2 separate regions of the Mus musculus genome follow, and region 1 is linked to region 2. A link is a contact called in public HiChIP or PLAC-seq data. All regions are on one chromosome and are shown on one strand. Each heading gives the region's core, a stretch centred on a gene start, on an enhancer-like site or on the middle of the called end of the contact. The rest is flanking DNA. Distances are from core to core; before and after follow the strand shown. Region 1 overlaps Ezh2 (enhancer of zeste 2 polycomb repressive complex 2 subunit). Region 2 has its middle 76 kb from the start of Gm35280.

Evidence for each region. HiChIP or PLAC-seq counts read pairs in DNA pulled down with a chosen protein or histone mark.
Region 1: a FOXA1 HiChIP or PLAC-seq map of pancreatic cancer cells shows a contact between it and region 2. The contact joins two enhancer-like sites. A contact is called at or near these places in 2 of 15 datasets of contacts at CTCF or cohesin (both in the NIH/3T3 cell line), 5 of 115 datasets of contacts at active chromatin or transcription factors (embryonic basal ganglia, embryonic stem cells, extraembryonic endoderm stem cells and 2 more) and 3 of 9 other capture datasets (adipose tissue, liver and pancreatic islet).

The regions. Positions count from the first base shown.
Region 1 is chr6:47,558,706-47,564,175 of GRCm38.p6, forward strand. The region is part of intron 3 of Ezh2 (enhancer of zeste 2 polycomb repressive complex 2 subunit); the gene reads right to left. Among named protein-coding and RNA genes, the nearest start is that of Ezh2, 34 kb to the right of the region's middle. Within about 2 kb of position 2,611, at least 55 of the 459 cell types and tissues checked have an H3K27ac peak or open chromatin away from gene starts, as enhancers often do. A contact at or near this core is called in pancreatic cancer cells and trophoblast stem cells, where this site is marked.
Region 2 is chr6:47,330,490-47,335,982 of GRCm38.p6, forward strand. No RefSeq gene overlaps it. Among named protein-coding and RNA genes, the nearest start is that of Gm35280, 76 kb to the left of the region's middle. Within about 2 kb of position 2,627, at least 41 of the 459 cell types and tissues checked have an H3K27ac peak or open chromatin away from gene starts, as enhancers often do. A contact at or near this core is called in pancreatic cancer cells and trophoblast stem cells, where this site is marked.

The DNA.
Region 1 (5,470 bases), core at 1,361-3,860, 230 kb after region 2:
GTTGAGATGGGGTCCTGTTATTGAATTTAATCTGTAGACCAGGATGTCCTCAAATTCACAATTCTCCTGCCTCAGCCTAAAAGATGCTGTGAATGCTAAGATTACAGGCAGATATCACTATGGTATATCTAAACCTTATCTTTTCTCTTGCTTTTTAAAAATGTCATATTTTATATATTATCAAATAATGGATTAAGAGTAACAGATGAGTTTCAATTGCAAAAACATTTTAATCAGCTTTATAGCATCTAACTGTTCACATGTAAGGCACTATATTAAGCACAGTAAATGTTTTATCATAGTTATTATGACTCTAGTTGAAGGCACTTACCCCACTTTGCAATGAAAAAACTACAGTAAAGAAAGGACAAGGAGTTTGCTCAAGATCATACATGGAATATACACAGCAAGCCTGATTCTGCTCACTGCTCTGACCCAGTGCCATGATACTTCATCTCTATAACACACCTTCTTTCCCTTAAAATTCATTTTGTATTATTTATCATAATAATGATTTAATGCTAAATTTCTGGGGCCTCAAAAAGAGACAGAATTTGACCTCCACCAACAGACAGAACTGTGTTAATTAATGCATATATCGAGGAACAGCTTCTCTCTAGAGGAAGAAACTGCAGGCTCTGCCAGGGGGCAAAGGTAGCTGTGGGCTATGAGGCTTGAGTGAGGAAATTGCTGTAGCCTTGGTCACTCCTGTAATCTCTCCTTCCTGAAACTGTTAGCCCAAGGCAAGACAGACTACCCAACTGTAATCTCACAGGAATTCTGTCTCACAACTGAGGCACTCTATCAGACTTCAGGGCACACTATTCTTCCTGTATCACAGAGGAAAAAACTGCTAATTACACTGTGACATAATGCCTTCTTACCACAGTGACTTAAACAAAAAAATGTTGGTTAAAAATTGTTAACATTTTTGCAACTTTGATTCTAATGTGGTAAAAATTCGTGCCCTGATAACCACATTGCTTTCTATCCTGATGAGGAATCCAGCTTTTCTTAAGAGTTCTATTCTCAAATGTCAAGCCTCCATGGCTGTCTCAAAAATACCTCAGATATGTACTGATGATCTTTAATAAAAATAGAACAAAATAAATTGAACTCATGGCAGTCACATATGTACACACGATATACAGAGTCAGTGTCTGAGATTTATGTAGGGTGTTTCCAAGTCAGCAAGACTGGGACTGGATGAGGTGAGATTACTCGCACACAGGCCACATAAGCCTACATGTGTACTCATGTGTCCCTCATGTGTGGTCACATTCCACATAGCAGATACTATAAGCCTTCAGTTCTACATAGCTGCTCGGGTACTCTGACCATCACAGTGCACACTGCACACAAAGATGACTCCTTCCTAACAGAAGTGAAAGTGACAGACAAAGTTGTTCCAAAGAACAAAGATAGTGATGTCTACTTAGGTGTTTTCCAACAAGGCAAAGGAAAAATAACAATACCAAAAGCTCAAAGTCAAGTAAATAAGGTGTGAATGGCTTATTAATGTTCTCTTTCCTACTAACTGGCTTCACTCACAGATCCTCATCCCTCCATTTGCTAGTCCAATAACTACAGGAACCAACATTTATTGATTACATGCTGTGTTTCAATCACCATGCTAAGTAACTGCTTATATTCATAATCATAAGTAGTTCTTGTTATCACCTTATGACATAACTTTAACATCACAATCCACAAATGGGACTGGAGGCCAGAAATTAAATCTTCCTAGGAAGATAGTTAACTTAGAAGGCAGGACTAAAAACTAAGTCTAATTGTAACATCCAAGAACTTCCTCAGTTTACTGTGCTTTAGTTCTTGCTCTCAGAAGCTCACAGGGAAGAGTCACTATAGAGCCTTATAGTATCTGCTATGTGGAATGTGACCACACCCAGTAAGGTCACAGGGTTATCACCAACAACTCTCCTCTTACTCTATCCCTAGCACATTTTCCTTTCCTTCAACCTGACTAGGTAAATTTAAGTATGAAATGATTTTAATTACTCAATAAAGCATCACATATTATCCAATAATCTTAAATATAAAACAATTTTCATTTCTTAAAAAAGTTATTAACTTTTGTTTTATATTTGGTGGGAATAAATTAATTCTACATAGAAGCTGTCTTTATAGCTTAGAGGGACAGACTGGTTCTCCAGCCCTGACTTACCTGTGTTAGTATATGAATCCAAGGTCATGTGTAAGTCAGACAGAAAATATTCTTTTCAACCACTAGCTAAGGGGATGACTGATTTGCAGAATCAATATATACTAAATGAAAGCTGGAAACTCACAGAAGCACAGAAAACAGGAAGTCACGGGCTATAGCACAAATGACACCCCCAGTCTAATATCTCCACCCCATTTCTGATATCCACCACTTCAAAGTTCTGAGTCATCCACAAGTCAACAAGGGATGAAACGCAAGCTCTGTAAGGGGAAGAGCATCTGAGGTGAAAGGTAGGATTTTTACCTTTCTACCTCAAAACAATATTCAGCAGTGTCTTAAAACATATGTTTATGGTGTCAACAGACTATGTTTGTGGCAGAAAGTTCAGTTCCTTCCGAGCTGAGGACACCTATGTGGAGAATGAAGCTGAGCTCTCTGCAGCACCTCTGGATCCTACCCCACACAGTCTCTAGCCATGCTACAACCATACCGTCCTCACTTGTGAAATGATACTGAAATGCCACAGCCAATGCAGGTAAAACAAGTTGGGAATGCTATGTGTTGACTTACAGAAAATTATACAAAACTCCCAGTTACTTAGCAACTTTACTTCCTTTGAACGTGTTTCGCTCTCAACTCTTTAAATACTCATATTGCTCAAAACAGTGCAAAAGCTGTTGTTGACCTCACCAGAGCATTTTTGCCCGCTCAGTTATACCTCTAGGTGGCCTACTTTAGCAACTTAAATTTCTAATTCTAATTCCAATTTCAGGATCACAGATAATTTAACAGTGGTAAAGAAAACCAAGTTACCAAGGACGGCACACTGTCAGAGAAACACAGCTGACTGGAAAGTAACAAGCTTCCTCTGAGGCTGGGGACTCACACCACCCAGCTGGTACAACAGGCGACTGTGTGGCTGGAGAGGAAGCCAAGTCAAAAGTAGTAGTTGTAGGAGTACACAACCAAACTGAGACTCTTGGCAGAAGACTGGTTCCAAGTAAAAACTGTGCTATGGAAAATCGTACAGGGAGAGCAGGTGAGTGGCCTGCAGGGAAGGGAGAAAAATTAACACACCCTACTATGTGCCAAGCACCATGTTAGAGACTTTACCAAAGTTGACTTTAAAATTCTCTACTACCTTATGAGGTAAATATTCCCCATTTTAGGCAGGACATCCCAAAGGACAATAGTAACAGCCACCCCACCTCTGAATGATCCTTAGCATGAAGGCAGTTAAACCCAGCTTCAAAAAAGTCCACGGGAGTTATATCACACCAGCTCCTGGGTGGTGTGATCATACATTCTTGAATACTCACTGGCTCATTCAGTTAGTTCACACTGAGACACCATGAACTGTCATTATTTTCAAACATACTCCTATTTCCTATTTCTCCATATGAGAACAAAGAAGAAACAGAAAGCCATAGCCCGGGAAGAGACTGTGAGTGAAAGGCATCAGCTACTGTCAACTCAGGGAAGCATCAGCCCAGGGGAGAGTGAGGAGGAGACATCAGCTGTCATCAACCTCAAAGGGAAGCTGAAGACTACTTCCGAGACTACCTTACTTTTTCCTCAGGACTTAAGGAAAGAAAGGGAACAAAATCCAAGTTTTTAATTAGCTAGGCCTTATGGTAAGGGCAATATACATACTTAAATTCAAGACCGCTTTTTGGTGAAGCAAGAAGGAAAAAAAAAGGAATGAGTTAAGCAGCATGTATTGAGGAAGCTCAACAGCAAACATGGTTTCATAACCAGTTTGAAGGGCAGAGGAAGAAGACTGAAGGGGACACTCTTGAGAAAAAGTGTCTCTCACAAGAGGGTCAGAAATAAAAACAAGAATGGGCCTAACATCTTCACGCAAGTATTTAATGAAACCTAGGGAATAAACTAGGAATAAATCTATTCCAGATTGTAAACTGCTTCCATTTTTGATATTACACATTTATGTCAAAAAACCATTACATACTGGAGTCTCCCTTGTAACAAAAGGCTATTATCTTGGATTTCACTTTCATCTAATATCACTTTCACACTTCTTCCTAGCAGAAATGTACAAGCATTTCTGTGTGTGTGTGTGTGTGTGTGTGTGTGTGTGTGTGTGTGTGTGTGTGTCTGTGTCTGTGTCTGTGTCTGTGTCTGTGTCTGTGTATGCATGCTGAGGGAGGGGAGTATTTTTGTTGTTATTTTGCTTTGAGGTAGAGTCTCTCTGTGTAGCCCTGGCTGGCAGGGAATTTTCTATTGAGACCAGACTGGCTTCAATCTTACAACAATCCTACTGCCTTGGCTTCCTGAGTAATGAGATTATATGTAGCTTTTCAGGAGGACTAGTGTGATGCCTAATCTAATCTTAGTTGTAAACTTCACTACATGTAGAATTAACTAAAACCCAAAGGGCTAGGTATGCCTGTGAGAGATTTTTTTCTTTATTAAATCATTTCAAGTGAGAAGACCCACTTCTCACCCTGACCTTCAGGGTGTGAAGACAGATACATCTTTACCCAAATCTTTTGAGAAGGAAGATCTACCTTTAATCTAAATAAACATCTTCTGCTGGAAGCCTATATAAAGGACATGGAAGAAGGGAACTTGTTCTCTGCCTGCTTGCCCTGGATCTTGAGTCCTTCACTGGCATTAGAGCATACTTCTTCGGGATTCAGGCATACACTAATGACCAGCTAAAACATCAGGCTTCAATGACTTAACAACTTCTAGATTCTTGTACCTTCCATTTGTAAATAGCCATTGTTGGAATAGCTGGACCACAGCCTGTAAAACATTCTAATAAATCTCCTGGATGGATGGAACCATCCATCCATCCATCCATCCATCCATCCATCCATCCATCCATCGAGTTCTAGAGAACTCTGACAGATTTTGGTACTAGAAGTGGTTCTAGAGCAACAAAAATATAAGGATGAAACTAAGTATCTTTCTAAAATAGGCATCTCACTTTGTCAATACTAGTTACTGAAGCCTTTCATGTAAGCTCAGAGAGTCCTGAATGATGAAAGCCCATTATGTGTACTATTTTACAAATTAAGGAGACAAATACATTTGATTATCCTGATTCACCAAATGTGAGAGGCAATGGATTTGGTGACTCTGTATATAAAACTTTGGACAATTTGTGGAAAAATAAGGAAAAGGATGACACTGGTCAGTTGACCTTAGCATCACTAGATAAACTGACAATGGGAAAGAATGAGCTTCACGATAAAATTAATCAACTTCTATCATCTCAGAATTTAGTGAACTCACCAATGAACTCAGCAATAAAAATAA
Region 2 (5,493 bases), core at 1,377-3,876:
GAGTTTCATGTGTTTAGCAAATTGTATCTTATATCTTGGGTATCCTAAGTTTCTGGTCTAATATCCACTTATCAGTGAGTACATATCATTTGAGTTCCTTTGTGATTGGGTTACCTCACTCAGGATGATGCCCTCCAGGTCCATCCATTTGCCTAGGAATTTCATAAATTCATTCTTTTTAATAGCTGAGTAGTACTCCATTGTGTAAATGCAGCCAGTGTTCTTAACCACTGAGCCATCTCTTCAGCCCCAGATTCTTTTTCAATAAGACCTCAATACATATTTAGTAAACTGTAATGTATCATACTGCAAGCCTCTGTGCTCTTGGGCATGCTGTCTTCCACACTTCAGAAAACAACTCCAGCATTGCCTGCCCCAGGAAGCAATCCCTGAGTACACAGCTAGGAGAATCATGCATTATCAAGATGGAGACATAGAGAGAGCCCCAGTGTGAGCCTGGATACACTGCAGTCAGAGCAGACTTCACCTCGTTGCTCCCTACAGATGCCATTCACAATGCTGAAGTCCTCAGATGGGGACTCAAGACACTGCCTGTTGTTTCTTTCTTTCTCTCTTTCTTTCTTTCTTTCTTTCTTTCTTTCTTTCTTTCTTTCTTTCTTTCTTTCTTTTTTTTGTTTTTTGTTTTATCGAGACAGGGTTTCTCTGTGTAGCCCTGGCTGTCCTGGAACTCACTTTGTAGACCAGGCTGGCCTCGAACTCAGAAATCCACCTACCTGCTGGCATTAAAGGCATGCGCCACCACCACCCAGCCTATCGTTTCTTCTTCTCCTTTCTGCTCCATTTGAAAAGTTGTAGATGTGTGTATACAAATATACATATACATACACACATACACATATAGTTTAAATACCACATAGTCTAACATACGGCTTAAATCATAATGAAACAAACATCTGTGACCGCTACCTAGCTTAGCCAACTGCTCATCATCAGTGAAGGGACTCCTACTTATCCATCGCTACGTCTCCCTCAACTTTCCATCCACCACAGACAGCATTATCAAGCAGGGCTCTCTATAGGAATAGAACTGGTAATGCATGTATGTTTTCATATATGTGTGTATGTATAAGTATATATATTATCATATACATGATAAGAGAGAATTTACTAGAATGGCTTATACAATAGAGGCTTGGTAGTCCAACAAGAGTCATCTACATATTAGAGAGATTAAATACTCATCAGCTTCTCGGTCCATGAAGCTGGATGCCTCTGCAGTCCCAGTTTGCACTGAAGGCTGAGAAGATTTCCAGAGAGTCTCCAGCCTTCAGTCCACATTGAAAGGCAGAGGAAGTTGAAGTCTGATGGTGCTGATGGCAACAGACAGTTATAGGCAAGAAGCATATTCAGACAAATGGGAAGCATTATTTTTTCCTCAGAGCTCCTTATATCTGGAACATACTGGAAGGTTCTGTCACTCTGGGGAAGGGTCCACTCGGTTAATCCTCCCTGTCCAGACTCTGTCAAGTTGACAATTAATCACCATAGGAAGCTTTTATCCTAATTTTCAAGTTATTTAATTTCTTATTTTCTGCTCCGTACTACCCCATATCTTTGAGCAGGATATTGTTGGTTTTAGCTTGTGGTTCCATCTTGTATGACTAAGATCACACTAAATGCATTCTTTCCTAACTTTATTCATCAAAATCCATCAACATTGACATGTGGCACTGCATTCTCCAGATTCACTGCATGTATTTTGTTTTAGGAGAAGGCTGAAATTTATATTGCCTAATCTGCTGCTGATGCCTGAATTTTTACTATTTGTAAATAACGATGTTGTACACACTTCCTTCTATTCCTTCTAGCATCATTACTGAACTTCAGAACCGTTCAGCTTTGCCAAAGGATGATAAATTGGTCTCTGATGAACTTGGACCAGTTTCTTTTGCTTACAGCATCGTGTGAAAATTCTCTCTACACCATAGCCTCAGCCACACTGTGCGGTGTTTACTTCTGCCAATTAAATGAATATAAACTGATAGCCGCTAGTGGTTTCTCAATTTCTAGTTCTTTGTTTGCTATTAAGTATTTTTCTAAGTTTACTGGCTGCTTATCTTTTTATGAAATGCTCTTTTATGTCCTTTTCCACATTTTTCCTATGCTTCCTTTTCTACTGATTTTTTTCCACTGACTTGTCTTTTTCTTATCCATCTGTAGGAATTACCTTCACATATTTTGGATCCTGATCTTTTGTCCATTAAGTGTTACAAATAACTCCTAGAAGATTCTATGAGGGAGCAGGCACCAAAGAGTTTTAAGCCCTGCTACTAACTCGACCGTCTTGGTTCAGAGGATCAGGTTCTTAGAATCTGGGAATGGACAGACAGAACCTGCTGGACCAGTACAGGAGCCCAGAAGGCCTGTGACAACTCCATCCATGATACTGATCATTTGAACTGGAATTTTGTATCTTCAGACAGAGCCCAGAACATTCTGGGTTAGTGACAGCATCCTCAGAACCAGGTCGCATTGTCCTTCATAGTTGTTCTCAAGCATCGTGTCAGCAGCCCCACCCCCACCCCCACCCCCCATACACACACACCACAGTGGGATTTGCTTTCACTTCAGGGCTAGCTGGTCCAAGGAACCTGAGGATCCTGATGACTCACTGCTCAGCAAACAGCTTTCAGCTATTTATACATGGCTTCCCCTGACAAGGTCTGCCTGATCCCTCAGCAGCCGCTTGGGCTCTTTCAAGCTCACACCAACATCAAATAATAATAGCAGCTTGCAGTCCACTTGCTCGCCAGGAGAAGGGGCCAGGCAGTGCCAGGCTTCACTGCATTGTCCTCACAGCTCTCTCTGTGTTCTCATCTCATGGACAGCGAGGCAGAGCACTGCTATCTTTCCTTGCTCTCTGAATATGGAACACGGAGAAGAGAATCCTCCAACACCTTCCATGGTGTATGGAGCACTGGACTTGTCAGCCCTAGCCTGATGTTTCCCTCCACAGATAGAAATATATGAAAAATCAAGGTTTGCATTATATTCTCCAAAGAGCAAGATATAAAACATGTAACGTGATTTTATTTCAGCTTGAAGGGTTTGTACTCCTCACTTCTGTTTTCACATATACTAAACTCAGAACAATAGAGACACAAAGATGATACACAAACTTATGAAGCAGTCTATACTTTTTAGACCAGTCACTTTTTCTCTTACAAATAGGGCATGTGGGGGTGGGTGTAGCACAGGGTTTCTTGGCTAGTGAACTCTGAAAGCAGAAGAGAGACTATGAAGGGACTAAAGTGGCCAATAAGAAACAGCAAAGGGGGGGTGGGTGATGGGGGAGGGAGACATATGAGCAAAGTACGTTAATACATGTGTATGAAAATATCATAATGGATTTGGCTGCTAATTGAAAATATTAACCAAAAACGTAAAGAGAGTGAAAAAAAAATAGGTTGTAGGTCTGAGAAAGTTCCCTAAGCTGTAAGTCCAGAGTTGATTCTATAGTCATATTTGAAAACCTGCTTGGTGTATGGTCTGGTGCAATTTTAAATTTTCCTAGAGGTAGGAAAAAAAGGAACCTTGGCTTTTCTTTTTCATTTACAACGTAAGAGCAAGCTCCTTCCCTAGAGATGCATTCCCTATTTCTGCACCATAACCTCTCCTAACTCCCCACACTAACTCACAAGGCCTGGGTGAGCACTCTGAGCAACACAGACACCTGATTCAGTTGTGGACTTACACTTATTTTCCTGGGAAAAGTAAAAAGGAATACCAGACTCAATGCCATTCTTTTTAAATCATCCATATGGAGAGATGCTTGGATAATAAGGTAGGAGGAAGGGCAGTACCCAGAAATTTTGTAGCCCATGAAGCCTACATGGAGTTGATAAAGCCTCTCTCTTTTTTTTTTTTAAGATTTATTTATTAGTACATGTAAGTACACCCTAGCTGTCTTCAGACACACCAGAGGAGGGCATCAGATCTCACTATGAGATGGTTGTGAGCCACCATGTGGTTGCTGGGATTTGAACTCAGGACCTTCAGAAGAGCAGTCAGTGCTCTTAACCGCTGAGCCATCTCTCCAGCCTGATAAAGCATCTTCTTGAGAAGAAACACTGCAGAAGACAGGAGCTAGTCAAGCCTGAGTCAAACACATTAACATGTCTGTGTCACCCCACTACCTGCTTAGGTGTGAAAACCTTCTGATGTGATGGAAAAGCCATCACAATACAAAATCCCAAAGCTACAAGTGTGAAGTTCTCAACAGGTGCCGCCAGTTGCTCCTGGTGTCTTTTGCTGTAGAACACAAGATTAGGATCCTTCAGGCTGAGCATACAGGAGCAATTCTGGCAGAAAAGGTTGTTAGAGACATCATCTTAGGGACACACAAACAATGGAATAGGATAACTAAAGAGAAAGAGGAAGAAAAACAGTTTGGAAAGGGGATGAAGTGTGAACTAGAACAATACTGAGCTAGAGTACAAAGAAATATGGAAACAAAATCACTAAACCTTACTGGTCCTCTCTTACACATTTTTCTGATCTGCATCTCCCCTCTGCCACTGGTACCCAGGCTCACATCATCTCCCTTGAGGAAGACAAGACAAACTCTTAAATAGACTTGCTCACACCATGGCTACCCTACCAAATCAACCCCAGCCCCTCTCCCAAGTGTTTTCACTAAAGTGTGGTCACAGCTGAGCAGCTCCCCTACCCTACAGCCTAAGGAAAAAGTGCTTACATGCTCTCAGCCCCTTATGATGGGCTTTTGCCTTGTCCGCCAGGCAAGCGTTCCTGCATGCTAAAACTTTAGGAGGCACAAAATGATTCAGTGCATCAAAGAAATGCTTCATCAGACAAAATGAAGACAAGTCTTTGAAGTAGCTCTAATATTATAAATACTTTGGTGACCCAGCAAATTCTTCTCAGGAGGGTAGATAAACCGTGGGAAAACCCACTGTTGTCTATGCACACTTGACTGTACAATAGGAATTGTCCTCACCCACAGAGAACTATCTTTTAGAGTGTGCCAGCCCAGCAGTGATGGTAGTAGCAGCAGAGGCGGTTGATCCCAGCACTCAGGAGGCAGAGGCAGGCAGATATCTGTGAATTCAAGGCCAGCCTACTCTACAAAGCTTCTTCTAGCACAGGTAAGGCTACACAGAGAAACCTTGTCTTGAAAAAAATAGAGAGAGAAAAGAGAAGAGAAGAGAAGAGAAGAGAAGAGAAGAGAAGAGAAGAGAAGAGAAGAGAAGAGAAGAGAAGAGAAAAATGCCTTAGTTGCACACCACAGTAGAACTGGCCATACAAAGACTCAAGTTCTCACCTCAATTTGGAACCCATCTGAAGTGCCACCCCATCTACAAAAATCCATAGGGCAGGCTCCCCTCAGTATCATTCTCAGTGTTGGTATGAAGGCTATTGGAATGTGTCTTGAAGAAATCATAGTTCAAGAATCACAGGTGGCATCTATGTCATACCCTTTTCTAGCCAAGATTCAAGGATCATTGTGTAAAA